Linked DNA regions of Bos taurus: region 2 is linked to region 1. Evidence: chromatin contacts called from public Hi-C data. All regions are on one chromosome and are shown on one strand. The core of a region is the stretch at or near the end of the contact, and the rest is flanking DNA. Distances in the headings are between cores, read along the strand shown. Region 1 has its middle 240 kb from the start of TRNAG-CCC. Region 2 has its middle 160 kb from the start of TRNAG-CCC.

Region 1 (5,925 bases), core at 1,871-4,370:
AGGAAGATCCTCTGGACCACCGCCAAACAGCTCGTGCCCCATGGTTAGAAGCCACTGAGTTTGGTGATCTCTTAAATCTTTCAGTATTGTAAATCTATTAGTCTATCATTCTAAAGCTTCCATCCCCTCAATGTCCACTGTTTATTCTCAAGGACAAGGAGAGGTTGGTGATGGGCATCACCTAAAAGAACAGAAGTTAAGTTCTACAGAAGCTATAATAATGCTCCCAAGAGTAATGGAGATGACTTGCCCTCATGGACACTAACAAAACCAGTAGATGAGCTTGTGAGGAGAGTTTACTCTGGAGTCAGACTACTTAAGTTAAATTCCCAGTTATGCCAAGTGTAGCCTGGGTTACTTGGGTTTAGGAGAAGACTCTTGAGAGCCCCTTGTGCTGCAAGGAGATCAAACCAGTCCATCCTAAAGGAAATCAACCCTGAATATTCATTGGAAGGACTGATGCTAAAGTCCTTCCAAGAAACTTTGATGCTTTGGCCACCTGATGCAAAGAACTGACTCATTGGAAAAAACCCTGATGCTGGGAAAGATTGAAGGTAGGAGAAGGGGACAACAGAGGATGAGGTGGTTGGATGGCATCACCGACTCAATGGACATGAATTTGAACAGGTTCCAGGAATTGGTGATGGACAGGGAGGCCTGGAGTGCCACAGTCCATGGGATCACAAAGAGTCAGACACGACTGGGTGACTGAACTGAACTGACTGAATCTATCTGCAGCTCAATAATTACCTCCTCTGATATTTAGGTCTAATAACAAAGGATTAGCCTTTCAGGATTGTGAATAGCATTAAATAAGATAATATATAATGGAGTTAGCACAGCCAGGTACAGTGCATGCTCGGAGTTCCCTAGAGTTAATAAGGGAATAGATGGCTTTTTTCCCAAGGGAGTGGGCTTCATAACTAAGACAAAATATGAATTGATCTCTCTCCTCCCCATTTTAATAGTCAGAGGGATCTCTGTTCAAATTTTTTCTCTGCCACTTGAGAGTTGGGGTCTTAACAGTGGTCGTGGATGACTCACACTTTCTGAGCTTCAAGATCCTCAGCTGTGAAATGGGAATAACAAAACCTATTTGGCAGAGTCGTTACAAGTAAAGTGGAAATAATGAATGGAAAACAACTGGCACAGTGCCTGCTACCTAGGAAGAGCTCAGTAGAAAAGAAGGAGACACAGAGAACAAGAGAGAGACAGAAAGACAGAGAGACACCCTGACAATATCCGGCTTTTTAAAAAGTACTTTGAAAAGCAACTGCTCATATTTGAAAATGATTGAAGAACATTCAAGTTGTGTGATAAACAGCCAACTGCAACTAAATCATATTGGTTATCTTAGCTATGATTTAGTGCTCTAAAATGCAGAGCCCTACCAAAAAGTTCCAGCAACATGAAGTCATAAAATTCATCATTTTTGGGTGGGTGTGTGTGTGTGTGTGTGTGTGATAAAGAGAGAGAGAGAGATCTCTTTGGCTCAGCAAACATAATTTGTCTCTTGTGTGCCACAAAATATACTGGGGTTATATAATAATTAAAGTTAAGTTCCTACCATCAAGAAACCTATAATCAATCAATATTTCAACCTCAATCCCCTTTTCACTGAGCACTTTCCATGTAGTAAGCACTGGGCCAGGTGTTCTAAAGACATTATTTTACCTGATCCTCAGAGCAACCTGGTCACACAGGATTTGTTACTCTTGTGTCACAGAGTCAAGAATCCCAAGGCCACAAAACTATTAAGAGATGGAGCAGGAATCTGAACCCAGATCCCTCTGACCATGAAAGCCTAATCCTCTGCAACATCCCAGTTCTGTTCCCATGGATTCAGAGATATAGACAAAAAGGTCACAAGATATTACATAACATACCAACCGCATGGCACCTCTGGCTGCATAACCTAAGTATAGGGCTGTGATTGAAAACATGGGTTTCAGGCTTGGCTTGACCTGGCCTCACATTCTTGCTCTATCACTTAACACTTAATAACACTAAAGCTCAAGAGAAAGAGAAAGTCAGATGGGTGCGTGATACAACAGAAGGTTTATATAAATGTGCACTCACACATGTGTACACTCAAATGATAGATTCAGTGCTAGAAGTTACCTGAGAGAATGTCCATTCAATGCCCTTACTCTGCAGTTGAGAAAGCCAACAGGGAGAGCATCAGAGCTTTCCTGCCAGGGGTCCCAAGGTAGAAAGAGCTGAGGGCACTGGACTCCCATCCCACCAGTCCAGGGCTGTCTCCAAAGCCACACCCCAGGCTACCTCCCTCTATGAATGTGCTCAAGTTTTCAAACGGCAACTCCCCCAAATCAGAGGAAGTGCCCGCCCCCAGATAAAGCCGATTCTTGCCTTGGAAGAATGTCCATCTCCTTCTGAGATTGTCCTCTATCCGCTCATTTGCAGGGTCACAAGAAGGGCAGGGGAATGCTTTCATGACGTGACTCCTGGGTCTCCACACCCAAGAATGCAGGAAGGTTTAAATAAATCAGACTGCAGTCAAGAATGCAGACAGGCTCCCCCACATGTTCTGTGTTTTGTTTTTTTTTTTTCCCCCCTGGGTGGATACCATCAGCTGTCCTGTTGCTAAGAGACAGGAGTGGGTGGGAAAAGCCAAGAGCCCTATTTTTCAAACTTATCTACAAAACCAGTTGCGCCTCTGCTCCCTCCAGGGGTTCGGCTTTCTTAAGAACAGGATGTTACAACCCATTAGATGGAGAGAGTGAGAGGCCTTTTATTTTTTCGAGAAATGAACAGAGCTTTTCCTGGACCTCCAATGTCATCCAGCAGAGTCCTGGGAGCTGCCAGTGATGGGTCTGACGCAATGTTTGGGAAAGAGCCGCAGAGTACACATGACTCAACAAAATATTCGGATTTGCATTCCTATCTCTTGGGAAGCTGGACTTATCAGCACCAACAAGTGCTGCGGGCCAGTGAGACTGCTGGGTTGAGTTTGTCATTGGAGAATTAAAAGTAATTTAAAAAAAAAAAAAAAGGTTGCCGGGAGGTGAACATTTGAATCACTCCGGGACTTTCCTTCTAGGTTACATTCCAATCCGACAGACCCAAACCTGGCAGAGCTATGCTATTGCTCAATGTCAAAAACATTCGCCTGGAATGCGGGACATGTGAACTTGGACACCCCCTGCAGCTCCCCTGTATGGCCCAGCAGGCCGCCTCCGCTACAAACACACTGGTCAGGGGACCAGATGCAGAGCCCAGGTCACGTTCCATAGAAAAAGGCAGGGACCCGAAAGGTAAGCTCTCAGCAGCATTTCTCCCCGTCGGCCTTTGTAGACTCACCGTCCACTTTGATGAGCCCAGCAGAGATGGAAAACGAGCCCTTGGGAACAGGTCAGTGGATCTGTTTGCCCTTAGAAGAAAGCAAGAATATGAACTAACTTCCTCCTTCTCTGGGTTTGTACTTGGCCATATGAGCCCGGAAAAAAAAAGAAAAAAGAAATCCCGCTACAATTATTTATTTCCAAAGAACTCTAAGAGCAACATATGCTGCTGCTGCTGCTGTTGCTAAGTCGCTTCAGTCGTATCCAACTCTGTGCGACCCCATAGAAGGCAGCCCACCAGGCTCCCCTGTCCCTGGGATTCTCCAAGCAAGAACACTGGAGTGGGTTGCCATTTCCTTCTCCAAAGAGCAACATGTAAGAATATCTAATTCCCCATTCTGCTCCCAGCCCATGCACCCCTCCCACCTCAGTTTAGATAGTCAAGGTAGCAATCCTTGTTACTCTGGTATAAATGAGAACATAACTCGTTGTACCCAAAACAAAATTCCATTTAGACCTTGCAGCGTGTTCCAGAGCTCATTGTCCCAGCCAGCAAAGAACTAATGCTTGGCAGAGCCTTCTGAATAACTATATCCACATCCCAGCATCCTCCTTTCTACCTCTAAAACCAGTACAGAGAAAAGGAAGCCATCACAGGCCTCGTGCCATCAGCAACACAGAGTAGCGGAGTTGAGTGCAGGGTGTGAGGGTCCAGGATGCACAGATTCTAGAAGACAAAAATACCTAACTGAAATCAAATGCTTACTGTAAAGAGGCAGATGGCAAAAACTTGATGGCTGTCTCCTATTTAATTTTCACAACAACCCAGTGAGGTATATCTATAATACCTTTTCAGATTTATCACCAGTCAAAACAGCCTTGAAAGTCCCCCACTACACAGAAGGTGAAAACTTACTGCTAAAGAGGGATGATTATTCAGGCCAGCTGTCACAGCTGACGCAATCTTTCACATAGGACAGCAATTAGCTGAAAGAAATCCCAAACCACTGATGCCCTCAATCCTTAATTACCCATCTGGGTTTGTGGTTTTGTCAACCAAAGAGACACTTGGAGTAGCAAGTGAAAGGGCTGTTCAAAGAAGATTTTTTAAAGGAGGCGAAGCATCTCTTCTTGGAAGACTGACAGGTGGGAAGACACCAGGCAACCAAGATGCTGCTGCTGCTGCTGCTAAGTCACATCAGTCGTGTCCGACTCTGTGCGACCCTATAGATGGCAGCCCCATAGACATCTCCGCCGTCCTTGGGATTCTCCAGGCAAGAACACTGGAGTGGGTTCCCATTTCCTTCTCTGAGGCAACCAAGCTAAGAGAGACCAAAGGCAGGATGTCAAGAACTGAGCTAGTTGTCCTTTAACCTCTGGAGTGGGGAGGAGGCGGTGGAGGTAGGAGGGGTTAGGAAGCTGGATTGCAATAACGCTGACCTCAGGACAGATCCCACTGTTGTTTTGGTTCTGGACTGACTGTGTGACGTGGGTGTTTTATTTGTGGAGGCATCAGAATGCACCAGCCTGGGCACCAGCCACTGTGTTTCTCCTGCCACTCTATAAAACTCATTGTGTAACCAAGTCATTTCTCCCTAGCGGGGGAAAAAAAGTGGAGGGGGGTGGTGCTGAAAAAAGTGATGGCATTCAGAGGCATGGTTATAAACTTTATTAAGGTATTTATAAGTTGTCTATCACAAGATCAGGTTTGATCATATCGATGTACTGTCAATAGATATAACAATGAGTTACACTGACATCTAAATTTGTAGTTTGAAAAGGCAATAAAACTGTTTGAAATTCTCCCTTACATTGTCCAGAACATAAAAACTCATGCCATTCTCACAGTAGATGCCCCTTAAATAGAAAGATGCTTTGTCATGGGCGAAAGAAAAGGGTGATCACTGCCAAGTTAAACTTTAATACTATTTACTGAGCCGTTGGGGAAGTGGCCAAAAGGAAGTGGTCAACATCATATTCCTAGCACCACCGCAATGCAAAGAATGTAGTAGTTGCTGAGTAAATCTTTCTTGAGTAAATCAGTGGCCCATTGGAAGTCAATTAGATAGAACAAAAGGAAATCTTTCTCTAATCAATATTTGTGATTTTGTCCATAAGGAACAACTTGAGTCAATCAGTCCAGGCTACGACTTTCTTTCATCACCCAAAATCTTACCTTCTCATCCTGTATTTCCAACATTGATTAATGGTGCTTCCCCTCATGAAATGTTCTTCCCCTACCTTTTTTTGGGGTGGGGAGGCAAACTCCTATTCCTACTTTGAAACCTTTCTCAAGTATTCCCTCTGTTGAAAGTCTGTTCCTGCTGCAGCTCTAAGGACAACCAATGGCTTCCTCTTTTGTGTCCATATCAATACAGCACATAGCACAGTGCCTGGCAAATCAAACCACCTCAAAACATTTTGATTAATAAGCGAATGAATAAATAGATGGTCAACAAGAATACAGACAACTGAAGTATGTCAATGTACAGCAATTAGGAAACTACTTAGAATCAGATTCCACACTAAACGTCCTGAGGGAGGTGAGTGGGGAACTCTCCAACCCCATGGAGCCTTTGTCACACCCTCAACAACCCTCAGACTATTTGGATGGAGCCCAGTT
Region 2 (5,925 bases), core at 2,019-4,518, 83 kb after region 1:
GGTACCTCTTCATTACATTCCTCATGTTAGAATCAAGGCCCTCGATTCACCCTCCATGCCAGCCCAGGGTCTCACTCTTCCAAGCTGTCACCCTGCGCTGAGTTAAACTGCAGTTGCAGGAAACTTGAGTGCAGCGTAAGCCTCCCTTTCAAAACCTAAGGCACGAAAGGATGCAGGGGAAACCACCGCCCTCTAAGAAATCCAGAGCCGCAGCCTCATCTATGTCTGGGATGCAGACATTCCCACCCCACCAGCCTCTCCCACGGGTCCCACAGACCTTGGCCTCGGGGAGGGCCTGGAGCAGGAGGAGGCGGTAAGAAACACAGCCCTGCTGTCTGAAGGCCTCTGTGCCGGGCCCTGTGCCCCAGTGGGCCAGCCATCCTCTTCTTCTGGTTTTGTGTGGCTTAGATCTCCAAATAAAAGAGCTCTCTGTGGAAGGGAATTAAGACAGGAAGGGAAAGAGAGTGGAAGAACGGACTTTTCTTGAGCTTCCACTTGATGCTCATTCTTTAAGAGACATTCCATCCCCAGACAAGGGGCTGGGTACACACTGCTGCTCTCATTTCATAGCCCAGGGATCGGTAGACTTTCTTTAGAAAGGGCCAGGTAGTAAGTATTTTTGGTTTTGTGAGCTGCGCAGCCTCTCTCACAGCTACTCAACTGTGCCATTATCGTGTGAAAGCTCTTCACACATTGTCTGGTACTGTGTGGACAGTACATACATGAAGAAACATGAAGAATCAATAAAACTTTATTTATAGACACCAAAGTCTGAATTTCCTCCAATTTCCACGTGTTATGAAATAGTTTTCTTTTGATTTTTTTAATTCAAAAGATGTAGAGATGTTTACATTTCCATTTAACCTAATTTCCTTTTAAAATGTACATTCAGAGACATAACATTTTAAAGGCAAAAATCATTTAAAATGCAGAGCCCATTCTTAGTTTGTGGGCTTCATACAAAAGTGTAATGGGTTGGATGTTGTCCAGAGGTCATAGTTCACTGACCTCCATCCTAGATGATGTCACTGCTCTGCAGGAATGTTTGGCTCATGCCTTAATCACAGGGGTATAAGCGTCTAACCCAGAACCTAAGCCTGCAAGTTGTTGTTTTTGTTCAGTCTCTAAATTGTTCCGACTCTTTTGTGACCCCATGGACTGTAGCCTGCCAGGCTGCTCTGTCCATGTGATTTCCCAAGAAGAAGACTGGAGTGGGTTGCCATTTCCTTCTCCAGGGCATCTTCCTGACCCAGGGATAGAACCCAAGTCTCCTGCCTGGCAGATGATTCTTTACCACTGAGTCACCAGGTAAGCCCTAAGTTTGCAGGTTACTGGTGCAGAATTCCTAGGGTTTTAGCAAAAGCTTATCTTTCTTTGACAATCAGAGGTAAAACAGTGAAGGCTTTCACTCGTTCATTCATTCATTGATCCTTTAAAATGTGCAGATCCAAGAGGTGGAAAGTATTCATGTCAAGAGCCCCTTTGAAGCCTTAAAACAATCCTTAAGACAGTTGGTTATTTACCATGTTTATCTCCATTTTCCAGATGAGAGCACAGAGGTATAGAGAGAAGCCGTGTTCTTTCCATTTTCTCAGCTGCTTAGTCATTGTGGGGGTGAGATGTTTTCCTTAAGGTGCTAAAGCATAACTGAAATACGCAAAATCAGAAGAACAAAAAAGAGAGAGATTTGAAAGTTTAAAAATACATATACTGTTCCAGCTGGAGCCAATGGGAAAAGCTCAGTGGAGGACGGATTTGGACTGAGCGGCATTTCAACCATCAGAGATGGAGTGCCCTGGGCAACAAGGAGCAGAAAAAACAAGGTCCCAGAGAGGGTATGGAAGTTTGTATGGAGAGCAAGGGATAGGCTGTGCAAAAGTTACAAAAGACCCTGGGGAGGTGGGCCGTGCTAGCCAGAGGAAAACCTGAGACTCCTGCCTGGGGGAGCGGATGAGCTTCAGGGAGCTGGAAATTCTTGGGGGCCAAGTGCCTTAGTTTAAGAGTATGACTGGTTTCAGAAGGTGCTAGAAGTGGGTGTTGAAAGGGGGTAGGGGAGAAAATTCCACACAGGAGAGGGGCTGACCACCAGCTGGACATTCTCAGCCAGAGAGTTTGCAGCCCCCATGGTGCTGGGAGGGTTTGCTGAGCCCAACTTCCTACCTTAACAGGTGAAGGGGTGAAAATGGAGGTAGATGGTTCTTCCAGGTTTAAGCTCAGGCACCTGGTGCACAGAGAGGAACAGAGCTCTGTCCAATTCTTGACCCTGGGAAGGCCCAGCTTCTTCACCCCTTTTATATCCTGATACTCACACCAGGGTGGCCATGAGCAGTCCTGCTTGAGGTTGTGAAACTGAGACCCTGAGGTCACAAAGTCTTGATTGAAGATACATCCCAAGTTTTCTCTATGACTGTGAATAATGGTCACATTTGGAGATCAAACCACAAGGAAATCAGCCCTGAATATTCACCAGAAAGACTGATGCTGAAGCTCCAATACTTTGGCCACCTGATACAAAGAGCCGACTAATTGGAAAAGACCCTGATGCTGGGAAAGATTGAAGGCAACAGGAGAAGGGGGCTACAGAGGATGAGATGGCTGGATGGCATCACCGACTCAATATATATGAGTTTGAGCAAACTCTGGAGATAGTTAAGGACAGGGAAGCCTGGTGGGCTGCCATTCATGGGGTCACAAAGAATCACACAAGAGTGACCGAACAACGAATAACAAATAATGGTTAGCATTGAGTGCTGGCAATATGTTTTCACAGGCTATCCTATTTAACTATTTAATCTTTATAACCTGATGAGAAGTTATTTTATATATATATATATATGTATGTAATATTACACAATATGCCACAAAAAAATCTCAAGTATAAGCAGTCGCTCTGTGCCGTGCTGAGTCCACAGCTAGGATTAGACCCAGGCTGTTGGATGCTACAACCTTTGTTCTTCAAAACCTTTTCACATCTTTATGATACTCCTCTAGTGTATGAGACACACCCCAGGGGACATTCAGTAGAAGAGAAAAAGAGATGAAGGAAGAATCTGAGTCTGGGGGACACTGGAGTCCCTGTTATCTCCCTGGATGGGAAAAAGGCCACGTGCGTGCGTGCAGGGGAGGAGCGGGTGAACGAGCCTGCTGGATGACGTGGGGGTTGGAAGGCGATTCTGAGCAAAGGTCAAGCTTTCCAGAGTGAGCGAGCAGGCTGAACGGTAGTGGCTCTATCCAAGCGGCACTGGCTTAGCAGGCTGCCAAGGCGAGTGCTGAACTTGGCCTGGCACGTAGAGTTGTATAATCATCTCAGCCCTGCCGGGTCACTCCAGAACACCAGGGCAACCTTCGTACCAAAAAAACAAGTTCACGAACGCCTGCCAGTTAGGACAGTCAGAGGAGTAAACAGAGGACGAGTCACACCCCAGGGGCCCGCTAACAGCTTCCCTGTCCTGCTGGGCTGGTAATAATCACATGCCAGCATTTATGGAACATGTGCATGACAGACTTGGGAGGTCTCAGAAGCTGTACATGCACTATCTCTTAGATCATCAAGAGAAGTCCTTGGGACTTCCCTGGCAGTCTAGTGGTTAGGACTCTGCACTTCTACAGCAGGGGGGCAGGGGTTAACCTTTGGTCAGGGAATTAAAACCCCATATGCAGCTCAGCATGGCAAAAAAAAAAAAAAAAAGTATAAAAAGAAAAGTCCATAAAGAAAGTACTAAAATCATCCCATTTTACAGATGAGGGTCAAGAGTTTGCCATGGATCCTTGAGCTATTCCACAGTGGAGCTGGAATTTGACCCCAGGCAACCTGATCCCAGGAGGTACACCCATGGCCTCTGTGCTAAAGAGGGGCAGCTGGGCACGGGGTCATGGAAACAAAGATCTCAGATTCTGGGACTGTGTGGAATCTGATCTTAGCTCTACCGCTTCTCGCTGGAGCTGGTTGACCTTGGATTAAGTATGTTCAGTGTCTGTTAATTAATGCAGATTCCTGGGTTCTAGAGTAGTGGTGGGAATGAGGGATATAAGCAAAATGGCTGCCAATAGTTCCTTCCTAACTGGCATCTGGTTCTCATGAGGCACACAGCCTCTGCCACCTACCCGACTACAGCATGGGTCTTCTCTGAACCTCAGGCTTCTCTTCAGCTCCCATCAGGAGTCACCGCCCCCCCCTCCAAAATGAAATAAAATAAATAATAAAGAGTCACTCCACTCTCCTGGGCTACACTCTCTTTTTAGTGCACACCCACCTAGAGTTGCATCAGGTGACAACAAAGTCTATCCCAAAAACATATTCTCTGATCACCCAGCCCCAGGCCTTCCTCCATCCCAGCACAGTCAGCCTTCAACCTCACCCATTCATTCTCTTGCCAGTTCATTACCCTCCCTCCATTCAGGGAACAACCAAGGAAATGTAATAGGTAGAAAACTCAGCTGAGGCAATCTGGCTTATTTCTAGAAGTTAAGACACTCAGTCTGGAGTGCAAAGAAATAGAAACATTGAACTCACCAAAGGCAGGTGAAGACAGTCTTCTGTAAGGCCTCCCTGATAGCTCAGTCAGCAAAGAATCCACCTGCAATGCAAGAAACCCTGGTTCGATTCCTGGGTCGGGAAGATCCACTAGAGAAGGGATAGGCTACCCACTCCAGTATTCTTGGACTTCCCTGGTGGCTCTGCCTGGAATGCAGGAGACCTGGGTTCGATCCCTGAGTTGGGAAGATCCCCTGGAGAAGGGAACAGCTACCCACTCCAGTATTCCCCAAACCTATTTGAAAGCAAAACCTCCCATCCTGCCTGCCTCAGAGGTAATCAGTTCCATAAACATAGAGTTACCAACCTGGGGAGGCACTATGTTTCTTGTCAACCAAGAATCCTGCCACCCTTTCCTAAAAGCTGGGCCCCCTCTCCCGGGGAGGGACACGGAGGTCCACGCATAGAACTGTGTTTCAACGTAATTGCTTTCCTTTGTAATCCTGAGTGTTCTATAATATGCATTTTAATATGCATTTTGAAAGCATTATTCTGAAAAGTCAAAAGGGTCCTGCTGCTGCCCCTGCTAAGTCACTTCAGTCGTGTCCGACTCTGTGCGACCCCATAGATGGCAGCCCACCAGGCTCCCCCGTCCCTGGGATTCTCCAGGCAAGAACACTGGAGTGGGTTGCCATTTCCTTCTCCAACGCGTGCAAGTGAAAAGTGAAAGTGAAGTCACTCAGTCATGTCTGACTCTTATCGACCCCATGGACTGCAGCCTACCAGGCTCTTCTGTCCATGGGATTTTCCAGGCAAGAGTACTGGAGTGGGATGCCATTGCCTTCTCCCAAAAGGGTCCAAGGCACCAAAAAAAAAAAAAAAGAAAAGAAAAAATTCCAAAACTCTCTGAACCTGGAAGGACCAGTCCTTAGGAATGCATGAGTCCCTTGTGCTTCAAGACATAATTCCCTGAAGGTTTCTCATAGGTTTCCAGATAGCAGTATGTTGCCCCACCTTTCAGCTTCCTGATGGAAACCCTCCTGCTTTGCCTGTGGATGTGCGTAACTAAGAGGAGAGACAAACAAAGCAAGAATGACTCTATTCTGATATGTACAGCCTTTTCCCATGATGCCCCTTGCCCTGCTAGGCATCACTGCACTGCAACTAGGAAGAGCAAGTCTCTGATAAGTGTTTGCTGAATGCACAAGAGAGCAGGCAGGAAGAGCAAGCTCTCCTCAAGTCCACGGGGATATTTCCCTTCCCTCCAGCAAATCTCTAAGATCTTTTCTCTTGGCCTCAGAGGTCTATTTAGAATCATGGCCTTTTTTTCTCACTTGGGCTATGTGGATGACGAGTTGGCATAAGGTCTGCCTCCTGGGGTCAGGGGCTGGCCATGTTCTCTCACCCACATGGACAGTCGGTCCCTCATTCCCCTCCCCTGAGAGCACGCA

Evidence for each region. A called contact is a pair of places that touch in the nucleus more often than the background predicts.
Region 2: a Hi-C map of skeletal muscle shows a contact between it and region 1, with 5 times the contacts expected there. The contact joins two enhancer-like sites. A contact is called at or near these places in 2 of 11 Hi-C or Micro-C datasets (liver and skeletal muscle).

What each region holds. Positions count from the first base shown.
Region 1 is chr14:12,278,636-12,284,560 of ARS-UCD2.0, forward strand. No RefSeq gene overlaps it. Among named protein-coding and RNA genes, the nearest start is that of TRNAG-CCC, 240 kb to the right of the region's middle. Within about 2 kb of position 3,121, at least 47 of the 102 cell types and tissues checked have an H3K27ac peak or open chromatin away from gene starts, as enhancers often do. A contact at or near this core is called in liver and skeletal muscle, where this site is marked.
Region 2 is chr14:12,361,148-12,367,072 of ARS-UCD2.0, forward strand. No RefSeq gene overlaps it. Among named protein-coding and RNA genes, the nearest start is that of TRNAG-CCC, 160 kb to the right of the region's middle. Within about 2 kb of position 3,269, at least 31 of the 102 cell types and tissues checked have an H3K27ac peak or open chromatin away from gene starts, as enhancers often do. A contact at or near this core is called in liver and skeletal muscle, where this site is marked.